Regions from separate parts of the Sus scrofa genome. Here all the other regions are linked to region 2. The links are chromatin contacts, called in public Hi-C and HiChIP or PLAC-seq maps. All regions are on one chromosome and are shown on one strand. The core of a region is the stretch at or near the end of the contact, and the rest is flanking DNA. Distances in the headings are between cores, read along the strand shown. Region 1 holds the start of CNEP1R1 (nuclear envelope phosphatase-regulatory subunit 1). Region 2 holds the start of CYLD (ubiquitin carboxyl-terminal hydrolase CYLD). Region 3 holds the start of PAPD5 (non-canonical poly(A) RNA polymerase PAPD5).

What was found. A called contact is a pair of places that touch in the nucleus more often than the background predicts. HiChIP or PLAC-seq counts read pairs in DNA pulled down with a chosen protein or histone mark.
Region 1: a Hi-C map of liver shows a contact between it and region 2, with 7 times the contacts expected there. The contact joins the promoter of CNEP1R1 here to the promoter of CYLD in region 2. A contact is called at or near these places in 1 of 5 promoter capture datasets (liver), 2 of 47 Hi-C or Micro-C datasets (embryonic fibroblasts and liver) and 2 of 2 datasets of contacts at active chromatin or transcription factors (alveolar macrophages and skeletal muscle).
Region 3: an H3K27ac HiChIP or PLAC-seq map of alveolar macrophages shows a contact between it and region 2. The contact joins the promoter of PAPD5 here to the promoter of CYLD in region 2. A contact is called at or near these places in 1 of 5 promoter capture datasets (liver) and 1 of 2 datasets of contacts at active chromatin or transcription factors (alveolar macrophages).

What each region holds. Positions count from the first base shown.
Region 1 is chr6:34,786,576-34,790,513 of Sscrofa11.1, reverse strand. CNEP1R1 (nuclear envelope phosphatase-regulatory subunit 1) reads left to right here and starts at 2,206. Exons shown (of 6, transcript XM_021094221.1): 1 at 2,206-2,363; 2 at 3,439-3,510. The coding sequence starts at 2,339.
Region 2 is chr6:34,119,598-34,123,712 of Sscrofa11.1, reverse strand. It overlaps CYLD (ubiquitin carboxyl-terminal hydrolase CYLD), which reads left to right and starts at 1,774. Exons shown (of 18, transcript XM_021094191.1): 1 at 1,774-2,584; 2 at 3,132-3,192.
Region 3 is chr6:34,667,038-34,671,369 of Sscrofa11.1, reverse strand. It overlaps PAPD5 (non-canonical poly(A) RNA polymerase PAPD5), which reads left to right and starts at 2,072. Exons shown (of 12, transcript XM_021094215.1): 1 at 2,072-2,919. The coding sequence starts at 2,291.

The DNA of each region.
Region 1 (3,938 bases), core at 957-3,456, 670 kb before region 2:
TCCCCAGCCCCTAACAACTGCTATTCTGCTTTCTGTCTCCCTGATTTTGACTACTCGAGGTAACTCAGATAAATGAAATCATACAGTATTTGTTTTTTTATCGACTGGCTTATTTCACTTACTATCAAGTCAAGGTTCCGAGTTCCCGTAATGGCTCAGTGGAAATGCATCTGACTAGTATCCATGAGGATGCAGGTTCAATCCCTGGCCTTACTCAGTGGGTTAAGGAGCTGGTGTTGCCGTGAGCTGTGGTGTAGGTCACAGACGTGGCTCGGATCCCGAGTTGCTGTGGCTCTGGTGCAGGCCGGCAGCTACAGCTCCGATTAGACCCCTAGCCTGAGAACCTCCATATGCTGTGGGAGCGGCCCTAGAAAAGGCAAAAAGACAAAAAAATAAATAAATAAAGTCGAGGTTCATCCACATTGTATCGGGTGTCAGAATTTCCTTTCTTTTTAAGGCTGAATATCATTTCATGCATATAGAAACACCACATTTCACTTATCCTACACCAGGGTTGCTTCTACCTTTTGGCTATTATGAATAATTCTGCTATGGAACACAGGTGTACAGATATCTCTGAGGGAGTTCCTACTGTGGCACTGAGGGTTTAGGACTGGGCATTGTTTCTGCAGTGGCAGATTTGATCCCTGGCCTGAGAATTTCCATATGCCACATGCTCGACCAAAAAAACCCAAAACCAAGCAAAAAAAACAAAACCCCAAATATCCCTTTGAGACCCCACTTTCAATAGTTTTGGGGTATCTACCCAGAAATGGAATTGCTGGATCATATGGGGGTTCTGGTTTTTAATTTCTGGAGGAACTGCCCTACTGTTTTCCACAGCAGTTGCATCATTTTATATTCCCACCAGCAGTGCACAAATTTCAATTTTATTTATTTATTTATTTAATTTATTTATTGCTTTTTAGGGCCACACCTGTGGCATATGGAGGTTCCCAGGCTAGGGTATAATCAGAGCTGCAGCTGCCAGCCTACACCACAGCTCATGGCAATGCTGGATCCTTAACCCACTGAGCGAGGCCAGGGATCAAACCTTCGTCCCCATGCATACTAGTCAGATTCTTCCCACTGAACCAGGAGGGGAACTCCCAAAAGGTCTTTAAAGAACTGAGTAACATCGACTTTACAAAATTCCTTGTATGCCCATATAATTTATGTGAAAAAAAGTTTTTTCAGTGCTTAAATGTATGACAATGAAAAATAAGAACAGAATTGCTGGAGTTCCTGTTGTGGCTCAGCAGGTTAAGGGTCCAGCGTTGTCTCTTTGAGGATGTGGGTTTGATCCTTGGCCGCCTGGGTTAACGATCCTGTGTTGCGGCAAGCTGCAGGTCACAGATGCAGCTCGGATCCAGTGCGGCTGTGGTGTAGGCCTCATCTGCAGATCTGATTCGACCCCTGGTTCAGGAACTTCTCATATGCTGCTAGTGAAGCCATAAAATAAAAAGAATAGAAAGAGTTCCCGTCCTGGCTCAGCAGAAACGAACCTGCCTAGTATGCATGAGGATGCGGGTTTGATCTTTGGCATTGCTCAGTGGGTTAAGGATCTGGAGTTGCCATGAGCTGTGGTGTAGGTCGCAGATGCATGTGGCTTGGATCTGGTGTTGCTGTGTCTGCGGTGTAGGCTGGCAGCCATGGCTCGAATTCTACCCCTAGACTTGGAACTTCCATAAGCTGCGGGTGTGGCCCTAAAAAAAAAAAAATAAAGTGAAATTTGAGTGACATCAGAAAAAAAAAAAAACAACCAAGGGAGAAATACTTACTTAAGGGGTTAGGTATCTATGGAAAATGCACTATAAATAGGAAATTGCATTATTTGGATTCTAATTCTGTTTGTACCTTATTTCTCCTTGAGTCCTAGAGGCAGGGCTAGCTTGTTGATTTCTGTATCCCTTGTTAGTGACCAGAACACTCCCCGAAAGATAGTGGGCGCTCAAGAAATGAGCAATGAAAGAACCAAGCAAGAAACTAGAAATACAGAAAAGATCGAACTTTCTCAGACAGGCTGTAATTCCTCCCCAGGGCAGGAGGCGGCGCCAGTGCTGCGCCAACTCGTCCGCCGGCAGTTCTTGGTCCCTCTGGCTGACCGTCCAACGCTAGGCCCCGAGGCCCGAGCAGGAGTTAGCCAATAGAAAATTGTTTTAATTAAGGGGTCCGGTAGAGATGTCCAATGAGCGTAGCGGGTCTAGGCAAGGGGCGGTGCGACGGGAAGGGGCAGAGGGGAGCGGTTAGAGGTGGGAGTTGGCGCTGCGGGCCGGGCGGGGGCCGTGGAGCTGAGATGCGGACGGGGCCGTGGCGGTGACCCGAGCTGCCGCCCGACATGAACTCGCTGGAGCAGGCGGAAGGTAGAGTGGGCCTCCTTGGCGGCCCGTGCCGGCCTTGGGCTCCTCTCGGAAGCCAGAGGGGCCGGAGTCCGGGAAACCTCGTCCTGAGAGAGGAGGCCGCGAAGGATGTACTGGCGGGGCCGGGAGCTGGGGGGCGCGCGGGCCGGCCCAGGGGCCAAGGGGCAGTCAGACCCGGCCGGGCGCTAGTTCCGGCGCGCGTGTTCTCCGCCGGTGCTGGGGGGCGTTGCGTCAGCTACCCCCCCTCCCATTCCTTCGGCGTAGACCGGGGAGCTTGTTGCCGGGGCTAATTTTCTTTTTTATTATTCCTTACTGAACGTCTGCACTCTGCTTTGTCGTGTGCTGATTCACTTTTTTTTTTTCCCCCCCTTTCCCTCCACGAGTTGTATCCCTAATTCCTGCTGTGGTTTCTGGTCACTGCTGAGTTAAGGGAGTGCTTCTTGATCTCCCTTTTTAAAGTTTAAAAATCACAACTGAAAATGATACCCGGTCTTATTCAGAGGGAGCATCTCGGACGCCCCTGTCCTGTGTAACTAGGCGTCGGCCTGGTGCCACAAAGATCACCTGTAACCTGTTCCTGGGGAGGAAAGGGGAGAGTCTTTCCGTACCCACCCGTTAGATCAGAGGTCCAAAGCGTAGCCATTAGGTAAATATAAGGGTTTGAAGTCGGAGTCAGGTAATTGCAGTCAAATAGGCTTTGGATGGTAGGTAATACGTTCTAATAGGAAGTTATTCGTTCCAACAGATTTAAAGCTCGACCTGATATTGTTTCTCGTGTTTGCAACCCTCACATGTCTAGCTTTTGGCGCTGACTGTGGCTGCTGCTGGTTTTCCACATACCATTCCTAAGCTTCTAAAAGTGAACCAGCCAGTTCCCTTTTATGAGAAATTGGAATTAAGGAAACCTAGTATTTTGTCAAGTATTTAAAAACTGTCATGGTAAACGAAGTAAACAGCGCAGTGATAAATGTAGGTTGGTGTGTAAGAGCTGGAGCAGTTAGAGTATCAAAATTTCATCTTAATAGACTTGAGCCAGTAAGAGTAGCTAATTAGAAAATTGAAATCTCTTTTTACCTAGATCTCAAGGCTTTTGAGAGGAGACTTACTGAATATATTCATTGTTTGCAACCTGCCACTGGACGTTGGAGAAGTAAGTGCCTGAATTTTTTTTAGGGGGAAATAAACTGACAGTTGACATTTTTATTCCTGCCTAGCAATGATTTGCTTTCATGTAAAACTTTCAATTAACAAATGCTTGCATTACTAAACCATAAGCTTTCCTTTTGATAGTTTTCACGTTTGCTCAGCATCATAGATAATGCATTATAGAGAAATGTTAAGAATCTGACTACCCTAAGGGAATAGTCATATTTTGTGTGATTGAATTATTATTTTTCCATTAAAATGCATACACTTTTTTATTAAATAAATATTACAAATCTGGAGTTCCCGTCGTGGTGCAGCGGAAATGAATCCAACCGACTAGGAACCATGAGGTTTTGGGTTCAGTTCCTGGCCTCACTCAGTGGGTTAAGGATCCAGGATTGCCATGAGCTGTGGTGTAGGTCGCAGATGCGG
Region 2 (4,115 bases), core at 525-3,024:
TAAGGCCACACTTAGCGTAAGGTTGATTCCCAAGTTACTGTTTTCTCCTGCAGTGCGATCACAGACTTGGGGGTGAGGATGGATTAAGGAGGTGTCGACTAAAGAAGTGCTCAACCTGAAAGTTGAGAGTTAAGTTTTATTGGGGGTGAAATTAGGACTTGAGCCCAGGAGACAGCATCTCAGGTAGCCCTGAGAAACCGAAGCGAGGGAGCAAGGGGGGAAGCTAGGATATACGAGTTTTTGCAACAAAGGGAAGGCAGTAGGAACAACAGATTTACAGAGAACCAGATTTACAGAAAATCTGTTTCTATGGGAAGATCTAATAAGGATCTGGGCTTACTGGAATCACTCCTTTGATATGCACCTCGGCTGTGGGCTAGTCTTCTTTGTTTCTTTCCTGAGTTCCCTCAGGGCTCACTGGCCCATCCTTGGGGGTGGCTGTTCTCACAGATGACCTTGACATCTTTTGTCCACTGAACTACAGCCCAGGAGGCAGTATTTCTTTTTTTTTTTTTTTGCTATTTCTTTGGGCCGCTCCCGCGGCATATGGAGGTTCCCAGACTAGGGGTCGAATTGGAGCTGTAGCCACCGGCCTATGCCAGAGCCACAGCAACGCGGGATCCGAGCCGAGTCTGCAACCTACACCACAGCTCACGGCAACGCCGGATCGTTAACCCACTGAGCAAGGGCAGGGACCGAACCCGCAACCTCATGGTTCCTAGTCGGATTCGTTAACCACTGCGCCACGACGGGAACTCCATGGAGGCAGTATTTCGGATAGCTCTGAAATAATGCCTCAAAGAGGAAAGGAGGGGTATCGAGATACGTCGTAAAGGTGAAGGGGGCAGTGCCTGCAGCCATGCACGCATTTTGTGAAAGTTGGCTGCTGGTCTCGTGAAGGTTACAACTAGTCAGAGACATCAGTCATCATTGATGGTTTCAGTGTTTTTCTGGACATGAGGAGATGCAAGTATTGGGCTCAGAAAATCCTCTCCTAAAGATAGCTAAGTATCCGAGGACCCGTTCTTCCAGTTTTCCCAGAGCACAGAGGGCCTCAGTCCCGGTCTCCACCCTGAGCTCTGGGGCTGCTTCGGTTTGGTAGCTTCAGTGGCTCATATTTTACTCCACGTAGAGACAGATGGCAAGGGCCAAACTTCAGTTCACAGAGGAGCAAGAGTGGATTGAGGCTGAGGGTTTCAAAAGATGTCCATTTCATTCTGGGTGTTTATGGTCATGGAGATGGGTGGCTTGTTTACTAGTACTGTTAGGTAATCATTCATGTGACTTCTTTTATGTACTCAATGGTTTAAATTCCCCAGATCTTCAGAAATGTCACTTTCCACTGGGGAAATTTTCCCTCTCATGATTAAACACACACACACACACACACACACACACACCCCTACCTTCCTTCTTCAGTATTAATCACCTTCTCCTATAATTGGTACTTAAAATGTCAAAGGAGAAGGAATTAATTAACAGGAGTATCCAGTGCAGCAAGGCATGCTGCAAGGCTCTGGGACTGCTTATAAAAAGCACTTCCTTAAATATTTTGAGCACTTTTGGGAATCAGAAACCTCCCTTCTAATTGAAAGATCCTTAACTATACCCCAAGTGCTGGCTGAGGGCCAGGGGTGCAGAGCTGAGAGAGGAGGCCTATGGAAATTCCTTCTCCACCATTCTAGGGAAACCTGTCTCCAAACTGGGAAGAGGGGGCAACAGAGGTTCAGAAACACGGGTCCCAGACAGAATCCGAGGGCGAAGAAAAGACTTAATATTGCCGAGCTCCTGCTGTGTGTCAGGACCTTTACATACGATATTTCACAACGCTCCTGTAAGACAGGTGATACGGTTATCTCCATTTTACAGATGGGGAAACTGAGGCTCAGAGTAGTTGTGAGTTCCCCATGTCTTGCAGTTGCTAAATGAAAGTTCAAAGGACTCAAACCTAGGTCTCGTTCTAAAGCTTTGCTTTTTCATGGAATCCTAAAAGCATTCCCACCTGGCTTCTGGGTTGCTCCCCACCCTAGCCCCAAACTCGCAACCAACAGGAGTTTTGACAGCTAAGCCTGAAGCCAAGACCTGGGCCTGGGAGGTGGAACCGGGAGCAGCACAGGGCCCCGCCCTGGCTCCGGTATCAGCCAATGGTGCTACGGCACCGACAATCTTTAGTCCAATCAGCCTGAGCTCCCCGCCCCCATCCCCCATTTTCTCCTCCCCGCCCCTCCGCTTTCCCTTTGGCTCCACCGAGCTTGACCGAGCGGAAAGTCCCTTCAGTCCGCTCCGGGCTGGCAGCCATTGGAGGAAGGTCTGTCACAGGGAGGCCCAATCAGAGCGTGCGCAGGAACATAGTTCCGGCGGCGATTGGTTAGCGCGACGGTTGTCCCTACCGCCCCCGCTCCCTCCCTCCCTCCCTGGGCGGTTCGGAGGCGGGGCAGGTGGGGGCGGGCCCAGGTAGCAGGTTAGGCTGCGCGGGGCTCCGCGCGTCGGAGGTAAATACTAGGGCGGTGGGTGTGGGGCGCCAGGGCTGGTCTGGGACTCGGGCTAGCGAGGCTGGGGAAGGGGCGACGCCCGGCCACCCAAGGTGAGTGAGTGAGCCGGCGGCCGAGCGGGCGAGCGACGGGCGGCCCGGCCCCTTGGGCACCCCTCCCCGGCCTTTGGGCGCCTCGAGCTGTCGCTTCGGTCGTCGGGCCCTCGGCGCCGGCCCGTTACTTGCCCTGGCCCTTAGCAGGGCCAGGCCCGCGGGGTGCTGAGCCCACTGACGTCAGCCCGGGCTTCCCCACCACCAGGGCTTCCCCACCCCCCGGGGCCTTCCTGAGAGGGCTCCCGAATCGTGGGACCATGTCGCCGCCGCCGGGACCTCCGGAGAAGAGAGGACTTTGGGGTGGGAGCAGCGCAGGAAACCGTCTCCCCCTTGGGTCCCCCCCCATTTACAGGTGGCGAAACCGAGGCACCGGCCACTGGCCGGCTCCCGACAGCCAGGGTTGGCATCGAGAGCCTAGGCTGTAATATGTCACATCGGTGCTTTGGGGCGTATCGGTCGATCGGTTTTAGGGTGTTTGTGGCTCCCGTCCAGGAAGAGCAGTCGGGGTTCTGGCCTCCTTAATGGCGTGTTGTGCTTTTTCTTTCAGTTTCCCCCTTTCCAGGGTGAGGATGGTTTTATACAACAACCTGGAGTTCTTTAGTTGAAAGGTGCGCTCTGTTGAAGCAAGGTATTCATTCTTTTCTTTCTTTTTGTTTTTTCTTTATTGTCAAATTAACAGTCTGTAGGGAAAAGCGTGAGGTCTTGAGGGAAGATAGTGTTCCTGAGTTTGGGTCTCAGCCGGGTCAGCTGCCCAGTTATTCGTGTACTTGGCATCTTTTCTGTTCAACCCCATGGCATTTGCATGTTTTAGGATGGTTGTCATCTTCCAGCCACCAAGCCTTTCAGTCTCTCAGCCCCCATCACTCCTGTCCCCTTCTTCTCCCCAGGGTCCCTGGAAAGTTGTGAGCTTAGCTCAGCTAAGGAGCATTCCCTGCCTTGCTTTTGCGTTCAGGTTAATAGGGATCTTGCTAAGATTGTGCCTTTTGCCATCTTTGGCTCCGGAGGAAATATCCAGGCCTTGAAAATGTGTGTTCATTCAAGTGTTGGAGTTCTGCACACCCCCTCACGCCCCAAGTAGATTGAATGGCCTAAGAATTTAGCCTGCCAATTCCCTGCTGGGTGGTGGGTGGATTTGAACTAGCACAGTATTAGGAGAAAATGATTTGCTAGAAATTCTTGTTGAAGTTCCTGTACTGTGAATGTTGATAACACCCAGAACATTCTCCAATGTTCTGCTAGAAAATTTTACAATACTCTTTCGAAGAAGGCTTCTTTTGGAGGCTAAGTTTTGCGAAGAGCTGATAAGACCAGGGCACTTGTTATGCAAAATAAACAACAGTCGGGCAGTGAAAACGATTTCTTGTGATCTGGCCTGCCTAAATTGATTTTGTTTAAGGAAGTCTTTAACAGGAGAGACAAGAGTAATTATCCAGTTCATCACACTATTAGTGTTTTGTTCTTGATTTTCAGTGTGATCTTATAGGCATCAGACATGGTGTGAGACTCTGGGAAACGCAGTTTCAAGTGAACC
Region 3 (4,332 bases), core at 823-3,322, 550 kb before region 2:
TTGGTTGTAGATATCATTGACATTCAATGTGCTTTTGGACATCTGAAAAAAAAATTTTTTTTTCCCTTTTTAGGGCCACACTCAAGGCATATGGATGTTCCCAGGTAGGGGTCAAATTGGAGCTGTAGCTGCTGGCCTACACCATAGCCACAGAAACTCGGAATCCAAGCTACAACTTCGACCTACACCAGAGCTCATGGCAACACAGGATCCCCAACCCACTCAGCGAGGCCAGGGATCTAACCCGCATCTGCATGGATCCTAGTCGGGTTCGTTAACCGTTGAGCCAACAAGGGAACTCCTGAAAAAATATTTTAAACCCCTGAATAAGATTTAAAATAAATAAGTAAACAAGTAAAAATAAGGAGGACTGTCTTGACACATATATGCATGGAGAGATTTTTCAAAGAGGGTTTTACAAAGTCTTCGTGATGGTTATTTTTAGATAGTGGGACCTTGATAATGTTTACTTTTTTCAGCTTTGCATTTTTCTCACTTGAATTTTAGAACAAATTTAAAGTGAAAATGAACTTATTTCTATACAATGCTTTATTTTTGTTAAATTTGCCAGTGTTAACAGCATAAAAATCTCCAGTCATTTTTCTGGCTGTGTAATTCTCAGTACACAGAAAATTCCATTCTAAGAAAAGGTTTAATACCGGTATACAGTAAAGCAACAAATAGAATGAACCAAAATTCTTTAGGGTTTTTGATGTGTTTTCCAATATTTATACCTATGCTATTCTCTCAGCAAGAAATTTGTTAATTTTTCATCTCTGGAAAAAAAAAATCTTTCCAGGATACTGAGCTCCCCAAATAGGTCAAAACTGGGTGTTAAGGACTTCTTCTGGACTTTGGACTAACCATATAGAGCACAGGTGAAACGTGCCCACTTATTTTCCTTTTTTCTCCTGATGATTTAAAATACTTAAAATTCCCTTTTCCTCGTCTTCTATCGCAGGGATGGGGAAGGTGTGCACATGACCCGTTTGTGGAAAATCTCTTCTGATGCCAACAACATGGTCCTCAAATGAGGCCTAAAAGGTTTTGGGTTTTCTTTAATCTGAACTAAGAAGGGTTTTTCATGGTTGCTGGTGCACCTCAGCTCAAGTGAGGTTTCTTTACTCGCTTCGGAGCTCGTGCGTCTGTGCGTGCTTATGCGCGCAAGTCTGTGTAAAGTGGGTTTGGGGAACGTGATGGTGGTTTTGAGCTCACGGCTTACGCACTCTACGAAGAAGTGCGTCCAGCCGTGTAGGTGGGCACAAGTTTCTCCAGTCTCGAAGTCGGGTGGGGGGACCCTCTGCCAAGGCCTGCGGGCTCCCAACGCTGGCCAGGGCGCGGCCAGGCGGGCGCAGGGAATAGCAGGGCGGCCCCACAACAGAGCAATCAGAGCAGCCTGCGTTCAGGGAGGGTGCTGGGCACATGCTCGGGTGGGGAGGGGGCACATTTTCTCCCATCTGGAACGTAGCTTAGAGCGGAGATCTCGGGAGCTGTCCGAGAAGCCCGGGGCGGGGAGGGGTGTCCCGCGGCTGCAGAGTGGGGGAAGGGACAGTGGGCGGGGTGGCACCTCCCACAATCTATTTCCTACGTAGCTGGTGGCCACCTCCGTCCAGCCTCGCCCCGTATCTGGGGTCGGGAAACTGAGACCGGAGGCAGCGCGCGCGTCAGGGGGCACCCGGACGCCCAGGTATGTGCGACACCCTCCACAGACAGCACCGGGACGGTTGGGCCGGGCGGTTGCGGCCCTAGCCGCGGGGCCCAGCGGCCTCTGTGACGCACGGCGCGGCCTCCCGGGCAGGGCTGGCCGCGCGGCGCGGCGGGGGCGGGGCGAGCGCGGGAGGGAGGGGCGGGGGCGGGGGGGCGGAGCGATCGGGGCGGAGCCGGCAGAGGCCCCGCCCTGGGGCCGGAGGAGCGAGGACGCTACGGAGCAGGCGCGTCCTGCCGCCGCCGCCGCTGCCGCCGCCGCCGCCGCTCGCCCTTTGCCAGAGCCGCTGCTGCCGCCGCCATTTGCACGGGGACCCCGGTGACAGGGGCTCGGCAGAGGGGCGGAGGGAGGGGGGGAGGGCCCGCGGAGCCCCCGAGGGCGGGAGCTACGCCGCCGGCGCCGGCCGGGCTCCCTGCGCCACCCCGCCGCCCGCGGCGGGCCGGGAGCAGCAGGAGCAGCAGCGGCAGCAGCAGCAGCAGCAGCAGCCGCCGAGGCCAGGCGTGCGCCTAAGGCGCGGCGGCGGCGGCGGCGGCGGCGGCCCTGCGGGCAGCCGGGAGGGGCGGGGGCAACGGCCGCCGCCGTTTGATGGATCCGAGGATCGCCTGGTTCCAGCCAGAGCAGCTCGGACCGTCCAACAGTCTGTGGATGCAGATCTGGGAGACGACCCAGGGACTGAGGAACCTCTACTTCAACCACCACTGTCACAGCAGCGGCGGCGCGAGCGGCGGCGGCGGCAGCAGCAGCACGGCCACCGGCGGGAGCGGCAGTAGCACCGGCAGCCCGGGCGGCGCGGCCCCGGCCTCGGCCCCGGCCGGCATGTACCGCTCCGGGGAGCGCCTGCTGGGCGGCCACGCGCAGCCGGCGGAGCAGCGGGACTTCCTGCCCCTAGAGACGACCAACAACAACAACAACCACCACCAGCCCGCGGCCTGGGCTCGCCGGGCTACCACGGGCCCCTCGGCGTCCCCGTCCCCCTCGGCGTCCTCGTCCCCGCACTCCTCGGCCGCCCTCCCCGCAGCGGAGCCCGCCGACCCGGCCTCGGGCAGCAGCAACAAGAGGAAGCGCGACAACAAGGCCAGCACCTACGGACTCAACTACAGCCTGCTGCAGCCCAGCGGAGGGCGGGCCGCGGGGGGCGGCCGGGCGGAGGGCAGCGGGGGCGTGTACAGCGGGACCCCGTGGAAGCGGAGGAACTACAACCAGGGAGTCGTGGGGTGAGTGATGGCCCTACGGCCTGGTGGCCTGGGCCCTTGCACACGCGCAGCCGGGCACACGCCCACAGAAGGGGTTTTTTTGGGGGGGGAGTCTGGGTGAGGCCACCCCCCCACCCCCGCCGTCGGCCTGCCTTCGTTTCTCCCCCTCTGGGAGCTGATGGCCATCTCTCATCCCTCCGCCATCCACACCTCCTCCCAACCTTCCTTAGCGGTCCACACCTCATCCCCCTCCCCCTCAGCTCCACGCCTTTTCTGGACGTCCCCTCAGCCATCTACACTCTCTGCTCTCCTCCCTTAGTCATCCACATCCTCCCTCTTAACCATCCAGGTCTTCTCCGACCCCCCTTATCCATCCACTTTTTCCTCCCATCCCCCCCCCCCCCCCCCGTCAAACACACCTTCTCTCTATTCTCTCTAGCCCTTCCCATCGTGCTCCCCATCATCACACCCCAGAATGAAGTCGCTTAGCACAGGCAAATCATTCATTCCCTGAGAACATTCCTGTGTTAGCGCCTTTTGACGGTACAGGACCTGGAGGTGCTTTCCTTGCCAAGAATAGAAACATCCAGAAAGCTCCTCCCCCTCCCCCAATCCCAAACAGGAATCGTGTCAGCCCTGAAAGGCTTCGCCTGCTATTGACCCTTTGGCCCATCCTTTTATTTTATTTATTTTTATTTTTTTCAACAATTCCTGTATTAGCGATGCCTTGCTCTGTGGGGAGTGAGGAATGGAGTGACAGTTAAGTTTAGGCTGGTGGAGATGGTGAGCTTTCCTTCTAAGGCGGATAGAACTTTCTAGGAGTTCATGGTCCTTGGCCCCAGTTTCTCACTGTAAAGTTGTCATCCTGGCAGAGACAGCCAGTGCTTTTCATTCTAGGGGGTAACTTTATGCTAATGAGTGAATGTTGCACCACTAATGACTTTCTGTTTAAAGTTCAGCTGTTACAAAATGGAATCTTACCTGACCCCTAGTGAATTATGTACAGAAGCAGGGATATTTCCAGCTAGATTTCCCTCCTGGAAGAGCCCCTGTGCTGGAATAGATTACAGTCTTCTTTTTTTTTATTTTGTAAAACAAAGCTTTGGGCCTGTGTGTGTGTGTGTGTGTGTGTGTGTGTGTGTGTGTGTTTGCCTTTGAGTATTAAAGAATGAGCTTTAACATTTTCACTTTCCAGATCCTCTTTTACATTGTGGGCCACACTAGGCAAATGAAATCACCATCAGTGGTCCCCTGTGAAACCTTTTCTTAGATTTGGCAGGCAGAGACCGTTCTGTGTACCTTTTTGAAGGTCTGGGTAAAATGAGTTGGTGGGTTCCATCTGCTTCTAGTGGGCTGGTGTCTGCTATACGCTACTATTACAACTCCCACCTTTTATGGAAGATGCCGTGAAGAGTTCTAGGACTGGCACGGGGG